Regions from separate parts of the Sus scrofa genome. Here region 2 is linked to region 1. Evidence: chromatin contacts called from public HiChIP or PLAC-seq data. All regions are on one chromosome and are shown on one strand. The core of a region is the stretch at or near the end of the contact, and the rest is flanking DNA. Distances in the headings are between cores, read along the strand shown. Region 1 overlaps XCR1 (X-C motif chemokine receptor 1). Region 2 holds the start of XCR1 (X-C motif chemokine receptor 1).

Region 1 (3,562 bases), core at 763-3,262:
TTTGAAGATGCTAGAGAAATGTGTTGTTGGCCACTGCCCTCTGTTGAAACAATGTTGTCACTTCTGAGTTGAGAATTCTGACTTGTCATGACACAGTATTTGAACTTCGACTGACTCACTGGGGAAGAGGCAGCCCCCCTGTGTGAACACTCACAGAACATGTTGCCCCTCTAAATGAATCCCTCTAATCATTATAGCTAATACAACACTTAATTTTCTTATGTCTATTCTCAGCACTTGAGTATGTTATTTTGAAAAATGAATCAATCCTCATACAAACACAACTCATCACAGTGCAAACGGAAGAGGCAGGTACTATTGCACTGATGCGAGAACAGAGGCAAAAGGAGGTAAGTAATCTGTCCAAAGTCACACAGCCAGAAAGCAATGAAGCTGGCTCCAGGGTCTGTATTCCAACCAGCTCTGTTAGTATGACTCTTGAATGCCTCTGGTTCCTTTGATCTGGTCATGACAAGTGTTCTACAGCCTGCATTTTGTCCAAATATTTTCTTCCCATTTAAAACACCCTTAGGTCTGTGCCCCATGCCTTGTATGTTCCTCCCGTTCACAGCAAAATTCCTGGAAAGAATAGTCCACACTCACTCTCTTCCCAGAAGCAAGGGAGTCTGCCATCAACAATTCTCACTTTCAAATTCCTCAGGAGTCTGCACTTGACCTGCTTCTTTGATTTGTAGGTGCTCTCTCCAAGTGCCCTCAGGATACATATAATGCTGACATTCTACATGATTACTGAATCAAGGAAATGGACTTTTGAGTTTTGTCCACCAGGGGGAGGTCTTCTCTAAACGCCTGATTCCTCCTCCCTCTCGGCAGGTCAGGTACACCACTCTAGCTGTCAAGTACTGCAAACGTGGCTGGTTCTAACTGATATGTACTTAAATACAAATTACACACCAGATATTGAAGATTTAGCACAAAAGGGAGAATGTGAAATATCTTATTAATAAATTAACAAACTGATTGCATGCTGAAATGATAATATCTAGATTAAGTAAAAGATACTATTAAAATCATTTTTACTTGTTTATTGTTAGATTTTTGAAAATGTGGTGCTACAACATTTAAAATTGCATGTGTGGCTTACTTCATATTCCTATTGGACAGTACAGGTGTAGAGCCTCCCTCCCAATGGCAAACTCTTAAGCTCGTCTGCAGAAAGCTTGGGCTCCAAGGAATCCAGTTTGAAAACCATTCACTTGACTCCATTCATGAAGACACTGAAGCCCATGTGGGCTGACAACTTTTCCATGTGGGCTGACAACTTTATCAAGAAATATTACCAGGGAATTCCCATTGTGGCTCAGCAGTTAATGAACCTGACTGGTATCAGTGAGGATGCAGGTTTGATCCCTGTCCTTGCTCAGTGGGTTAAGGGTCCTGTGTTGCCATGAGCTGTGGTGTAGGTTGCAGACACGGCTCAGATCCCAAGGTGCTATGGCCTTGGTGTAGGTCGGTGGCTACAGGTCTGACTGGACCCCTAGCCTGGGGTCCATATGTTATTGGTGTGGCCCTAAAAAGACCAAAAAAAAAAAAAAAAAAAAAAGAAAGAAAGAAAGAAAGAAAAGGAAAAGGAAATGTTACCACGTGAGGCCTCTTCCTTGTTTGCTTTGGCGGGTCTCCTGCTCAGTCTCTCTTACATCCACTGCCACCCTAGGAACAATTTTCTGTTCTCTGCTGGGAAGTCCAGCCCTGCTTTAGGCTTTGGGCTGCACCCTTCCTGCTGTGGATAGGCTGGCATGTCCCTGGAGACAAAAGCAGTGACTATGGAGCCCTTCTCAACCTTTTATCTTCAACTACCCTCTAGACTTGGTCAATTCCAGTGCCATGTAGGGATTCCAGCTCTTGCTGGAATAAGTCCAACCCAGCTGGAAGGATGAGAAAACAGAGCCAGCCAGACTTGCCACTTGTTGACCCCGTGACCACCATACTGTCACTACAGAGAGCTCATGTTGCCCACAGGCCCTGCTAGCAGAAGCGGGGGACCAGCGATCACATGGCCAGTGAGTCACATGGGAACTGAGTCAGTGGGGTGACTTCTCTGAAGTGGATGCATGAATCAGCAGTGGGGAAGCTGGGAGGCACAGCCAGACCCCGTGTTGCAGGCAAGGATCTTAGCACAAGCCCTGACACCACAAATCTTCCCCACCACAGCCCCTCGGAAATGCAGCATCATGGGTCAGCTGTAGTTTCCTTTGCAGTAGGGGTTGAGACCCTTCACATGTGTGAGCCTGCATGGGTGTGGGTCTGTTCAAATAAGAAGTGTTGCTGGCTTGTGCCTCCTCTTCATGAGGGTGCCACGAAAGTGAGAGAAGACTCTTAGCTTCCCTCCCTATTCTGGATTCCTGGTCAAGGGGCCATGTGGGTCGAGGCTGTGAGTGTGGCCACAGTTGTCTAGGCAGATGCTGCACTGTGCCTGCAACCTCATCTTTGCCTCTTCTGACCCCAAATTAGAGAACTACTGAATCATGGGACTATAAGAGAACCTGTGCTGTGTGGATCAGCAGTCACAAGATGAGGGCTCTCTTCCCAGTCAGTCACAGCTCCAGCTGTGCGATTTGGGGCTAGTCACCATATGTGTCTGAGGCTCACTTGTATAACGGGTATATTATTTATCTACCATACCTTTAAAAAATTCCTTCAAGGAGTTTCCCTGTGGTGCAGTGGGTTAAAGATCCGGTTTGTCTCTATGGCGTTGCTGCTTTGAGTCCTGGCCCAGTGCAGCAGTTTAAGGATCTGGCATTGCCATAGCTGTGGCGTAGGTTGCAGGTGTGGCTCAGATTTGATCCCGGGCCTGGAAACATCCATATGCCACAGTATGGCCGAAAAAGGAAAAAAAAAATTCCTTCAAAACCTAGTAGATTAAACAATGATTATTATCTCACACAATGTTTGTGGGGTCAGAACTTTGGAGGCAACTCACCTGGATGGTTTTGGCCCATGTCCTTTCATGGGATGAGAACAAGATGTCCATGGGGCTGCAGTCATCTGAAGGCTTGACTGGGGTTGGAAGATCTGCTTCCAAGCCAGCTGTGTTCACATGGCTGCTGGCAGGAGGCCCTGGTTCCTGGTCATGCGAGTCTCTCCATGAAGCCTGAGGGTCCTCCTGACATGGTTGCTGCCTTCTCCCAGGGTAAGCCATCTAAGAGACCAAGACAGAAGCCACAGTATCTTTTATGATCTAACCTCTGAAGAAAAGCACTATCATTTCTACACTATCTTACTTGTTATCCAGGTCAACCCTACTCAGCGATGTCAGTACCAGGTGGTACCAACCACTGGGAGCCGTCATGAAGACTGGCTACCATCTTAGTAGTAATAAGTAGCATCAGTAATATCTACCATGTCCATCCCACTAAGACGTCATGAGGTTTTGTTGGCATATCCACTGCAAGAAAAACCATTAACCAGAGGATGCATCTGATAAGGTCAAGGCAGCAGCTGCTAAAAACAGCTCTAAAAGGGGTTGCTGTGGACTGAGACCATTCCAGGAAGCTCCACGGAGGGCCAACACTGAGACATAGTAGCTCAGAGGCCTCTAGCC
Region 2 (3,694 bases), core at 630-3,129, 57 kb after region 1:
CTTGCATAAACCCGATCAATCCTCTGGAAAAACCCAGGTTGCCAGTCACTAAACAAGCTGTGTTGACAATTTCTGATTTCTGCTGCCACTGCCATTGCTGACAGCTCGGCTTGGTGGGCTGGTAGGTTTACACTGCTAGTCACAGGTGGCACAGACAGCAAGGGGTGCAAGGTTGAGCCCATGAGCCCAGTCTCTGGGGAATGTGATAAAGGTGAAGGCAAAGAGAGTCAGCACTGTCAGGTGCCATTTGAGTTGCCTTCACCCCCACCCCCAACTCCATTCACTATTTTCCCAACTTGTCAGGTACCAGGCAATAGCTCCAGGGTATGATGCTCTTAAAGGGAGATTGGCTGGAGTGGGGCCTTGGAGGAGAGACCAAAGGACAGCGCCATGACATCTGCCAGCCCTGCTTTAGTCTGCAACAAAAGTCTGCCCAAGGGCATTATACCAGGGGTCAGCTGTAGCCTTGGAGCTTGACCCCTTCCAGGGCCAGCATCTTTTTGTCTGGGAGTTGGTGAAGTCTCTCTGTGAAAAGAGAAAGGACAGTCTGGGATGGTAGAAGACATCCAGCCTGGCAGTGTGCAGGAGCTGGCTGGCTTATACTAACTCATAAGATACACAATAGCATGTATCTCTCTACCAGCTCTGCATTCAATGTGCATTGGTAGCATGAATTCAACCAACAGGAATATTTGCACATGGAAATTGGCAAACACCAGAAGTTAAGGCACTTTACTTCAGGAGAGTCAGCTGTTAAACATTTATAGCAGCCCAATGCCCCGAAGTCTGAACAGCCTAGAGTTGTCCTGCCAGAATGGGGACTAAAGGGTCAGTGAGTGGATGCAAACTGGGAATTTCTAGTTCTGAAAGTCTGGGACCCCCTAGATTTTATGGAGGGAAGGTTGAAGTAGATACCTCCAAGTACCCCCATTGGCCCTGCATCTTCAGAACAAAATTTTGACCTGCCTCTTTTAAAACAGAATGAATGCATCTTAAGAAGTCACCTGACCAGCTCCCTGCCTTATGGTGGGTGAAATTCTACCTGCTCCAAAGATAGCCCACAGTCCTAATTTTGAGGATCCTTGGTTCTAGTCTTCTTAAGAAGTTGACTCAGTATCAATTCATCCCTGCATCTGCAATGTTTTTCCTAATTAATATTTCCTTCTTGCTACAATTTCTGCTTACACCATGTTTGGGTTTGTTTACATGGGGGAAATTTGGCAAGCAATTTCCTCTTGACTAGCTTTCTACAGAAAGTGCCTCCTGTTCCTTAACACTGGGCTGACTTTCTTAATCAGCCAGCAACAACCGATCGTTCAAGAAAGCATTCTGTTTTTAGTAAAAAACAAGCAACCAAAATCCTCCAAAAGCCAACAAAACCTACCCTATTTCACTGCTGAGCACCCAGTCTTATAAACGCACCCATCTTCATTATTACTATACAATGCATTGCCTCACAGAGGCATCGGGGGTTACTTAGACATTTGACTGGCCCTTGAAAAATTCCCCACCTTTGAGGAGACAGACAGGTAAACAAGTCATGATCTGCAATGGGAGGACTACGGTTCAACCTGGCTGCATGCAAACAAAGTGCCCTCAACAGTAACTGACAAGGCAGGAAGACAAGTGCCACTTACTTTGATTTTGAGGGACTGTGTCCACGAAGTCTTTGTTTCTGGAGCTTTTAGAGTCTCTGTGAACTCAAGGTTCAAGGTCCTGATTGAGTCAGAGGTTCTTAGCTTCCTGTACGATAATAAAGATAGACGCCAGGTCTCAGTCTTTGAGAACAACAAGAAGGGGACGTTCTTCTTTGTACTGTTGGATGTCCAAGAATGGCCACGGCACCCACCAGTGGTCAGTTCCTGAAGGCCAAGTTCACTCTGAGATTTTTTTCTGCTCACTCAGCTGCACTTCTCCCTGGGGAGCTCTGCCTTAAGGGGATTGGGCGGTGGGGTTGGGTGGAGTTGAGCAGGGCTAGGTGGGTGGTGATGAGATTTTCCCAGAACTTGTGAAGCAATTGCAGGGTGGGAGTGTGTGTGCCGTGGGGGCAGGGCACACAGCTTTTGCCCTCAATGAGTAGTCTTTTTTTTTTTTTTTTTTTTTTTTAAGATTGCAAATAGAAGGATTTAAACAGGAACTTTGGGTCCTGTTCCTCAAAATGATCTCGTGCATACAGCCCCAGAGAGGCAAGAGACCACTTCTCTTTGGCACCCTCTACTTGCCTGTGCCAGTGACTGCTCACCGTCCCTCTCTCAGCTCCCTGGTCTCTGCCACACAAACCCCACAGAGTGGGGTTATCTCAAGAAGCCTCTGGCCTGGAGGGAACACAGGTCTGTTGCTTGGGTTTCAGCTGTCGCTTTCAATGCTGCACTCTTGCTGTTATGCAGCAGTCCAACCCGGGCCACATTCAAATTCCAGCTTTCTGCTTGAGACATGGGTGGATCTCTAAGTCTTTTTAAGTCTTGGATCCCACTAAAACACACTAAAAAATCACACTAAATACTTACACTCCAAGAACTCATAAGGTCAGCCTGTATGGGAAAGTGTCACAGACTTCCTGGTACCAGGAAAAATGTGGGCTGGAGGAGGCTTCTTACGATTTGCGCCACAGCTATCAACACCCGCTCTGCGGCTGTACTCACATCCCTCTGCGTTTCCATTTCCTTTTCTATAAAATGGGGGCTCTGGAAACTTCCCCACAGGACTGCTGCCAAGCACCTCTTTCAGAAATCACAAATGCAAATGTGTTTTGAAAATGTCACTCATACCTCCAAGGTTCAGCTCCTCATCTGTAAAATGACAGCTGTACACAGGTGCCATGTGCCAGTCAGGGGAACACTCCATCAGTCTTCCGGGGCTGGGTTTCCCTCGTTAGCAACCCATCCATGAGAGATGGTGGAGCAGGAGGAAGAAGGTAACTAGATGAACAGACAGCTCTGGATGCGCCTGGAACTTGCCACCTGGTGCAGAAAGCAGGGCCTGAGGGGAGCAACAGGGACCAGCCTCGCAAACCAGCCAGGCCTGTACTCAGATCTCAGGTCTACCTTTTACTGACTTTAGGTGTGTTATTTATTTACTCTCTTGAGTTTGAACGTCTCTTTCCTCTTCTGTGAAATGAGGCTAATAATACCACTTTATAGGAAGATTAAAGGAAGAGATACACCCCCCACACACACAACCACATCCATCTGAATGAATGATTTGGCATGCTGCTTGAGACATTAAAAATATCTGTCTTATACAGATGGCCACAACGGTCACATTAAAAGATTATTATTATTAATTATTAGAGAAATGCAAACCAAAACTAGGTACCTCGCACTGGTCAGAATGGCCATCATTAAAAAAAAAAAAATCTACAAATAACAAATGCCAGAGAGAGTACTGAGAAAAGGGAACCCTCCTACACTGCTGGTGGAAATGTAAATTGGTGCCATAGTGGAGAACAGTATGGAGGTTCCTCAGAAAACTAAGGATGGAGTTACCATAGGATCCAGCAATCCCACTCTTGGGCATGTATGCAGACAAAACTATACTTTGAAATGATGTCCCTATTCACAGCAGCACTATTCACAACAGCCAAGAGATGGAAACAACCTAATGTCCACCGACTGATGAATGGATAAAGAAGATACGGTACATATAGACAATGGAACACTACTCAGCCATAAAAAGAATGAAATAATGTCATTTG

Evidence for each region. HiChIP or PLAC-seq counts read pairs in DNA pulled down with a chosen protein or histone mark.
Region 2: an H3K27ac HiChIP or PLAC-seq map of alveolar macrophages shows a contact between it and region 1, with 3 times the contacts expected there. The contact joins the promoter of XCR1 here to the enhancer-like site in region 1. A contact is called at or near these places in 1 of 5 promoter capture datasets (liver), 16 of 47 Hi-C or Micro-C datasets (alveolar macrophages, blood, brain and 6 more) and 1 of 2 datasets of contacts at active chromatin or transcription factors (alveolar macrophages).

What each region holds. Positions count from the first base shown.
Region 1 is chr13:29,174,664-29,178,225 of Sscrofa11.1, forward strand. It overlaps XCR1 (X-C motif chemokine receptor 1), which reads right to left. Exons shown (of 4, transcript NM_001001622.1): 3 at 2,942-3,160. Among named protein-coding and RNA genes, the nearest start is that of FYCO1, 34 kb to the left of the region's middle. Within about 2 kb of position 2,013, at least 23 of the 83 cell types and tissues checked have an H3K27ac peak or open chromatin away from gene starts, as enhancers often do. A contact at or near this core is called in alveolar macrophages, liver and retroperitoneal adipose tissue, where this site is marked.
Region 2 is chr13:29,231,923-29,235,616 of Sscrofa11.1, forward strand. XCR1 (X-C motif chemokine receptor 1) reads right to left here and starts at 1,880. Exons shown (of 4, transcript NM_001001622.1): 1 at 1,638-1,880. It overlaps CCR1 (C-C motif chemokine receptor 1), which reads right to left and starts at 1,940. Exons shown (of 2, transcript NM_001001621.1): 1 at 1,638-1,940.